Linked DNA regions of Pan troglodytes: region 1 is linked to region 2. A link is a contact called in public HiChIP or PLAC-seq data. All regions are on one chromosome and are shown on one strand. Each heading gives the region's core, a stretch centred on a gene start, on an enhancer-like site or on the middle of the called end of the contact. The rest is flanking DNA. Distances are from core to core; before and after follow the strand shown. Region 1 overlaps ARB2A (ARB2 cotranscriptional regulator A). Region 2 overlaps ARB2A (ARB2 cotranscriptional regulator A).

What was found. HiChIP or PLAC-seq counts read pairs in DNA pulled down with a chosen protein or histone mark.
Region 1: a contact with region 2 is called in an H3K4me3 HiChIP or PLAC-seq map of stem cell-derived excitatory neurons, with 3 times the contacts expected there. The contact joins two enhancer-like sites. A contact is called at or near these places in 1 of 7 Hi-C or Micro-C datasets (induced pluripotent stem cells) and 1 of 1 datasets of contacts at active chromatin or transcription factors (stem cell-derived excitatory neurons).

What each region holds. Positions count from the first base shown.
Region 1 is chr4:22,512,328-22,516,771 of NHGRI_mPanTro3-v2.0_pri, forward strand. ARB2A (ARB2 cotranscriptional regulator A) reads left to right here. Exons shown (of 9, transcript XM_063810257.1): 9 at 2,672-4,444. The coding sequence ends at 2,814. Among named protein-coding and RNA genes, the nearest start is that of NR2F1, 38 kb to the right of the region's middle. Within about 2 kb of position 2,319, at least 21 of the 24 cell types and tissues checked have an H3K27ac peak or open chromatin away from gene starts, as enhancers often do. A contact at or near this core is called in stem cell-derived excitatory neurons, where this site is marked.
Region 2 is chr4:22,223,647-22,228,209 of NHGRI_mPanTro3-v2.0_pri, forward strand. The region is part of intron 4 of ARB2A (ARB2 cotranscriptional regulator A); the gene reads left to right. Among named protein-coding and RNA genes, the nearest start is that of POU5F2, 170 kb to the right of the region's middle. Within about 2 kb of position 1,430, at least 1 of the 24 cell types and tissues checked has an H3K27ac peak or open chromatin away from gene starts, as enhancers often do. A contact at or near this core is called in stem cell-derived excitatory neurons, where this site is marked.

The sequences.
Region 1 (4,444 bases), core at 1,069-3,568, 290 kb after region 2:
CTCCCTTCCACCCCATTCTCTGTAATTCAGTTGCTAACCTACCTTATTACCTTTACTCCTAGCAATTTCCCTTCGTCTGACAGAAGCACACATTCTCATTATTTATACTCTTAAATTACAAGAGTAAATGTTGAGAGCCAGTACAAGTATTCCGTTATCTCAGGGACTCTGGTCTTTTCAGTCCAGGACTAATCAAGCAGAGAGTCATCAAAAGCTAAAACTAAAAAGCTTTTGTAGTGATTTTATCACCAGGGAAATCTGTTCATCCTTCAGAAGGATTGTTACCCGTAAAGAAGAAATAAAGGAGTTAAAATTGCTTCAGACCGTTGACTCCTTAGGTCCCTCTAGATTCATAGATTGAATTGGTTTCAAGGGGTGGGAGGAATTATGAGGGGAATTCCCTGAGAAAGCTTACAAATTGATCATAGCCTTAGTAACACTAGTAGGTGTAAGTGTGATCACTATGGAGGAAATGCCAAATGTGGCTGTAAGCTTGGGAAATGGTTAAGAAAAGAGACAATTAACACCTTTTTTTTTTTTTTTTTGGCTTATTGTATTTGGGGGTGGGTGTTGCCATGGAGTATGCATCTGAGAATGGTCTTTCAAAATGAATTACAACTGATTTTAAAATGTCCTACCATTATAAGTGCAACTGTGTAGTTATTACTGAAGTGAAACTAGGGTTGCAAACACTATAGAATAGAGACACACATTTGATAACCCTATCCAGAAACTGGTCCTCCTAGATCTACCCACAAATATCATTTAAAGCAGGTATGTCTGAGCATATGTAGAACTGCTCACTTAGGTTTGGAAAATATAAATGCCTCCAAATTCAAAAGAATCCTTTAAGATTGTCATTTGAATAAATCAGTAAAAATATAATAATACCTAGATGTTATGTATTATAACACCTATTGATGCAAGCAGGCATATATATATAATTTTCCCCCAAGAATTCTATGAAGAATTGTCAAAATCCACCTAGCACTTTAGGATTTAACAAGATAAACCTACACTCATCCCTCCTTCCTATTGAGTAACAATGAATTTTGCCCAAAATGAGTAAGCAAATAAAATGACCTCATTTTTAGTCTGAGTTGGGGGATATGACTTTAATACTGGGTCTTAGTTTCAAATTCAGGTTCATGAGGCCAGTCTGCAGAGGAAAGGAGGATAGGGAGAATCCTTGGGAGGGCACTGATAAAGAGAGAGGGGTTCTCTAGTAGGGCCAGCTCCCACAGCTAAGTCAGGCACAGACTGTAGCTTTCTGCTCTCTGGCCGACAGCAGCCATAGCATCCTTATTGTTGTAACTCCTAGATTGTGATACTGTCACAAAACTGTTGCTAGGCAACAAATGTGGTTACCAGGTCTCAGCGAATAGCTGAAGGGGAAAGCAAAGTGTTGCACCATTGTAGAGTAACCATAGCAATGACCTACTATTACAGACTAAAGAATTATCATTAACAATGTTAAAGTATCAGACTGAGGCCCTGAATCCGGAGACTTCCAAGCGGTATCTCTCTGCATAATTGAGTGATCTAGGAAGAGATTTCAACTGTTTAAAAGCTATTCACTCATTATTTCTGTGGAAGTCTGTAATTATTTTAATTTTTAATTTTAAAAAGTGCTCATTTATGAAGCCACTGGTAAAATGCTACATAAGCCATCACAGGGAGTCAAAAATAGCTAAATGTATTTCCTCATATGTTCTTATGCTTGCATCCGTGTTATCCGCTGCCTGTGTTAAACTGAAGGTCGATCTGATTTGAAAACATGCTGTACATTAGTATTACATCGAAACCACAGAGAGAAGCTGTAGTAAAATAAAGTAACCCCATAAATTGACAACTAACCTGCATTTTCTAAGTTGAATTCCTCCTGACAAAATGGGAGGCCTAGATGCTCTTTTAGTAGTCACGGCTTTGAAACCTTTTTTTTAGCTGTTCTAAATTTGCCCCTTAAAATCTGTAAAAATGTCGCCCGCCAGGACACTTCAAGGCGTAATCCCTTTTGAATGCGGTCCTTCATTAAGCGTCCCGTATGATTTGGTCTCAGTGACCTAGCTGAGGTAATCGTGTCTAACAGCACAGCTTCCGGGAGACGCAAGAAAAATCATTCCCCCTTCCCCTCCACACCACCCCCTTGGGAAGCAAGGAAACAGGCGCTGTGCGATCCCGCACGCAGGGGAAACCAATCCCCGCGCGCGCCGAGTCTCGGGAGTGGGTGGTTTCCCGGAGGGAGAGGGAGTGGCCCTTCCCGCCCAGCGCTTCCATTGGCCCGGAGAGGCGGAGGCCTCGGGCGGCCAGCCGCGCCTCGGGCGACCCCGGGACAGATCCGGGCCGCGTCCCCGCGTTGGGAGAGGGATGGGGACTGAGGCCGGAGACGCCTAGACGCCGCGGATAGCGAAGTCTGAGTTCCTCTGAGCCAGGGGGCAAGTGACCCCGCAGCCCTAGTTGTGCCCTGGGAGTCGGCTGGCCCGCGCCCGCGAGGGGGCGGGGGTCCTGGCTGAGGGGCGGGGCGCGGGCGGCTGAGGCGGGGCGCAGGCGGGAGGGGCGGGGAGGGGCGGGACCGGGTGGTCGGGAGCCGGGGCTCGGCCTGGCCCTCGCCGCCCTCACCGCGCCCGGCCCCGCGTGGCCACCTGGTAACCGAATGTGTGGTTCTTTGCAGGCACCGACCGTCACGAGCTAACTTCCTGGAAGAGCTTTCCGTCTATTTTCAAATTCTTTACCGAAGCCTCAGAGGCCAAGACCAGCTCCCTGAAGCCGGCTGTGACGCGCCGCTCGCACCGCATCAAGCACGAAGAGCTGTAAGAGGAGCGAGCGCGACGGGGGAGGCCGCCCTGGCGCACGCACCCGCACGCCTCCTCACTGCTTGTGTCGTCGAGCGGACTCCCAGCCCCTCATTAGATTGTTTTCTTCCCAGAGCACAGGGTCGTGATATATACATCTAAATAGCGTTTTGCATTATTTCTAGATGAGTGCAACTGTCAAAGCAATATGGGTTCACTGGTCGTGCTTCCTGCGGGCTGAGCGCGGGCTGAGCGCTGCCAGTCAGCGCTCACATTAAGGCTGACAGCGCCCTGCCTGGCGCGGCCGGCGAGGCTCTAATTGCCCTGACGGAGACCGCGCGGGCGCTGCGGGTCCGGCGGCGTCGGCGCGGTCCTAGTGCCCGCCGTAGCGGAGCCGCTGCTGCTTCCCCCTCCTTAATTATGTCCATCTTTCCCCGCTCTCAACTGGAGCAAACTTCTATTCCAGACTTCAGATTTCCATTTTCACTAGGTTTTTCCCTGAGGGCATCTTATTACCCACCTCTTTTTTTTTTTTTTTTTTAAGGAAGTTCCACACACACTCCAAAGCCGATTTCAAATTCAGAACCTGAATGCCATGATGTACCATGTAGTTTGGGGAGTGCAAATTGTTCTCTCCCTGTTTTCATTTCGGGACCAGAAAAAAAACAACTCTGCATAAAAATCTATAAAGTGCTGAATCCGCATTACTGCTGAAAATCCTTTTGCCAGCTAATTGTGAGAGTTTACACAAGTCTCTGATTTCAGAAGAGACTGTTAAAACCAAAACAATGATGGGCAGCTCTTTTAAGTGTAGGTGTGAAAGGTCCCATTTTCAATGGAATTTCCAACTGTTATCACTGGGATTGACTTTACTTTTTAAACACATAATGTGTACTGAGTGGCATTGTAATTTAGATATAACACACTTAAGTTTTGCTTTTTAAATCTCTCTGTAGAGAAAGATTGTTGTTGTTAATCCTTTCCAGAATGATCTATTCTGAGCTTTCCTGGAGTTAGGCCCTTCTAGGGAGAGAATTTTTTTATTGTCATCAGGAAACGAAACCTTTGTGCTCTGCAGCCTTTTTCTTCTGAAAGGCTAAGTGGGGCTAAAATTATCCTTTTAGTTTTCTGCTTTAACAAGAAGAGAAGGACTTGGTGTGAAAGAATTTCTTCTCTCAGTCCAATGGTATAATTTTTAGCACTCCGCTTCCTCTGTAGGGTTTAGCCCTACAGTTTGAACAATTAAGTATTTTAATCCAGCTAAGATGTGGCCAACACTGTGAAATACAGGAGATGTTAAGGTTTTGCTGACTTTTAGATTAAAATCTTAAAATTTCACATTATATTTTAATTACTTGACAAGTTTAATTACCTAGTAAAGATTGTTTCTAATAGATGAGAACATAAATTTAATAGTTTTCATCCTTTTTTAAAGTGTGTGCAACAATTAATATGCCTGCCTTATTTGAGGACATGATAAAATGTACCCAAAATGACTTCGAACTGTCTAATGCCTCAGAAAAGTAACTTAAAATCAACCACTTCGTGCTTAAATGTTTTTATATTATGAACCGATTTCAACAAGTTTTAAAGCTGTTAATATCTCATTGCTGTGTTTGACATACAAGTACATTCATTGGTTCTATAGTCTT
Region 2 (4,563 bases), core at 180-2,679:
ATCTTGTTGATTAGTTTAAACACAGAAGGAGGCTTTTCCAGCCCCTTTGACTATAGAAACTCTACATATGGGACCCTTTTAGGAAGATTAAGTGTGGGGAATCAGAGCAATATGCCACATCTGCTCTCACCAGCCTTAGAATTAGGGCAAGGACTTAGCACCACAAGTACAGAGAAAAAGGAGACTATGGGGAAAATAATAAACGTAAAGATGTTATTGAAAAGAATAACCTAAAAGCAAACTCCAGAGGGAGAAGAAATTATCTCCGAAAGAACTTTGATACAGTTAGTTATGACAGTTGTTTATTAACTTAAATTTTCCAAAGTAATATGTATGCTAAATTTTTTTTTAAAAAAATGGTCTTCCTTTACATGAAAAATAAATGCATAGAAGATCTTAGAGGTGTGGCAGATTACCTTTCGAAAACACAGCTATATTCTAAGATGTTGTGTTCAGTAAGGAATATGAAGAAGAAAAAGAAATATGAAGAATTATTTGCTTGTCTTTATTCTTGTGAGGCACTTGAAAGTATACTATGAAATTTTAAATTTTTTAGCAAGTATGGTATTTGGGCAATAAAATGCATTTAATATTTCTTAGAAAATATTTAGGATTTTTAAGTTTTTTTTGTTTATCATGGGAATATGCCTTTTTTGGGACCAAAATAAAATTTCCATAATTTTAATGTGTGATTTTACACTGTCAGGTTATAAATATGGTGTTTTTGAAGAGTTATTATATTTGCTTTGCAAAACTTTTTAGGTAAGTGGATGGAAACTAGCTATACAGTGGAGATTTAGATCATAATGAAATAAAAACTCAAAATGGACAGGTTGAATCAGACAGAGGTTTAATATCTTTTAAAAGGGTTCAATCAGTTTTCAAAATCCAAATTACACTAATGACATAGCCTAGAAATACAAAGATATTCACAGTACTAAATACCTTTCATTTTGTGTTGGAACCTTATTCTGAACATTTTGGGAGCAAGCAAATTATGATAAAATATCAAAATTGATGAGTTTACTGCAGAGTGTGAAGAACCAGAGTAAATTAGAATTCTGCTCACTAAGTGCCTCAGAGCTTGTTCCAACTGACTCATCAAATGAAAAATTCATCAATTAATCCTCTGACAATAACGATATATACACAAAAATCAATCTAGAATTGATTTTTTTAGTCTGAACATGAAAACTAAGCTCTGACTTATACATAATGTGAAATTTCTCTTCATTTCGACTTTATTATTGAGTATAACAGCTGAAGTGTTCATATAATTATTTGTTCTGAGTCAACTACAAAAGTGTGATTGTTTGAGAAAGAGTATATGTGCTGTGGAGATGTTCTGAAGCACAATCCGAGTGAGCTAATAAAGTTGTCAGATGCATGTAAGAATACAGCTGATAGGAATCCCTAGAAGGCAGCCAATAGAGAGGGACACTGATCACTAAGCCCTGATGGGAGACCACCCAGGACAGTTAACAGTGAGCTGAGTACTGAGGAAGATCAAAGAAAGAGGAGTGTAACATACAATCACTCAGATCTCAGACACGGATTAAAAAGAACATTGTAGGAGTGTGATTTCTATGAAATGTGTTTGTGTGTATGTGTGTGTGTGTGTGTGGTGACTAATGCCACAAACAACATGAACTGTAGAAAGGTGAACCTTTTCCTGTTTTGTCTCATCTACTTTCTAGATATAAATGCTTTAGAATGCACTAAGCATTGAAATGATCTTCTTGCTTTAATTCAATAATTCTGTGTACTTCTTCATAGATTTCCGAAGAAGCCTTCTTTCAAGCTTTTTTCTAGTTGTTAAGTTTCTTTCTTCCATGTAACATATGTGAATATCTCAAGAGAATAATCCAAGACAAATATTAGTGGGTTTTGGTTTCGATTAAAGAAATCTTGACAAAATGTATTCCGATATATTACTACAAAGGAAAACAATCGCAAGGGTCTAATTGAAATTTACAGTATTCTGAGTCTTTTTACCTTCAAATTTAGTGGTTTCAAAACCTATATTATTGCTGCTAGATTCTTAATTTCCATAATATAGATTCTACTTTGAATTTTTTCAGACTGTATTAGAAAGTTCTCTGTATTCCTAAAGAGAACTTAATATTGCTCTAAATGCTGTAAGTCAGCACACTGTAACAAAAAGAAACGTACTCTTCCAGTATACAGTAATGTTAAACAACAATGAGAGGATTCAGGGGAAATGTTAAGCTAGAGAACGCTGTCAGTATTACTTATCTTACATGTAGTAAACTTTGATGACTCTCTTCTGAATGTGAATTCTTGTAGGAAATGAACATTAAACTGTTTTTATGTTTTATAGATGTTCAGAAAAAAGCTGAATACATATGATTCTGAAGCTATTAGAATTTTTTCCCCTGTCACAATAGCAGTAAGAAAATTGCAATATAAATGTCTTCTTGAGTGCATAGCGTATGAAATAATGTGTTTTTTCCCTGTAGTTTAAAATGTTAACTGTATTTTAGGTCTCATTCTTTGCATATGCCTTGACAATTATGATTGCTTGATTAAAGAAAGAGCTTTTGTGCTAGTTATGTGTCACAATACCACATACATTATATCTGAACAGTATTTATCATGTTCTATTTCGGATCAGGTCAGATATGTCTTGTGAAAAACTAAAGTAGTATAGTATGTATTGTTAAAATCTTTTGTTACTAAAATATTTATGGCATGTTTCTTGCTATCTTTTTTAAGCAATGTGGAAAATGCTTATTTTACCTAAGTAGTTTACCCAATAAAATACTCTACATATTTGTTTAAAGCACCTTAGTTTAGATTTTTTTCTGAACATTTTTAGAATCATACTGTAAAAGGACATATGTTACTGCATTTAAAAAAATGTTCATCTATACTTTTTTCAGCATTTTGGTCTTTATATTCTTTTGTATCAGATGTGTTTTTCAAGGCTTTAAGAAGATCATATAGTTATATAATTGCCCCCCCCCATGGAAATATACTTTATCAGAGAATAGGTAATAAAGAGTAATGTGTAAATAAGTATATCAGTACATGTAAGTTTATTTTCTGCCCTGTATGTCTACTACAAAGTTGTATTTTGTTTTGTCATTTAATTTTATTGTGATAAATATATAATAAATGAATGAAGTCAGTGATATATATATATGGCTAGTATAGAATAGATGCACCGTATTAGCAGACAGCTATGTCAATGTAGTTACAAATGTTTGAATATATTTAAAAGTAAGGAAGTTAGATTTTTTAATAATTCCTATAGTTAATACTTATTCTGTTTATGTGCAACCTTTTTCATCACAATAAATTTGTATAGCTAAGAATTAGTCATTTTGTTAATAATAGATAATTATCTTTCTCTGCAAAAATTTTTAAAACCCTCTTTAAGACTTAAAATATTGTTATATACAATTATATAATATCCAGTAGAAAAAGAATTACATTGGTTTTGTTCTTTATTCTATAATTTAAGTAGGGGGGCTTTCATATTTTCAACAAAAAAACTGAAAATTTTAATAGGAAAAGGAAACCTTAATTTTTTTCAAGAGGATTATTTTAGGCTTTTGAAAATAGTAAATTAGTTTTATATTATACCTCCTATAGTTTTTACTTACCAATTCTATTTTTAAATGTTAGACTATAACTAATTTATGGGCAGCAGGGGGCAGAGGTGATCATGGGGAAATAAAAAGGTTTGTTTTAGGATAGAGCATGAGAGCTTGATTTTAGGGAACATGAGTTTAATGCTCTGTAGATATAATACGTTTGTAGAGATCAATAACATTTTTTTTTCATTTTTCAAGATTGTCCATTTTTACCTTTGTTCATTCTGGTTCATTCATAAAATAAAAATAATTGACAAGTTAATCATACATCTCAATTCAATTTCATTCATTCAGCGGTGCTATTACTTAAGAGTTAACTGTTTTGTATGTACTTTGACATTAATTATCTCTTAAAAATTACTAACTGGTATTCTCCACTGAAGTGGCACATTAGGAAAGGGAAACTTATTCATATGTCCATTAAATATTTTCCATAGCAAATAACTTCTTGTGATATGTCATTAAGTAATGATTTTTCTTAATATTCAATTATTTTGCTATATAATTAAAATATATTTGAAAATTTATAGGTATACTTCTTATTCACAATTTCTCTATCAGTGTGGCTTTCTTTTATGAAGGCCTTTCAAAAAGCTTTTGTTATTTTGTCAGAAAAAAATTTCAGATTCTGAAGTTTGAAATGTAAGACGTCTCGTTCATTCTAGCAGCATTCTTAGAAGATAAATTCCCAACTTCTTCACTCCTAATTATTTTATACAATAGCTCTTACATTTTTTTAAACATGGAGGAAAGTTTGGTTTTTAGAAGGACAATTCTGTAAAGTTTGAAAATGATACTTTTAAGTGAAATAACACCTCACATTCATTAGAATTCTCCTACTTTTGTTTTAATAATCTCTTTACCTAAAAATGGAATTTATTAGGTAACATACCCTCACCTTGTTTTCAGTTGAAAGTAACCTTTGTAGAAATTGTAAAAAAAA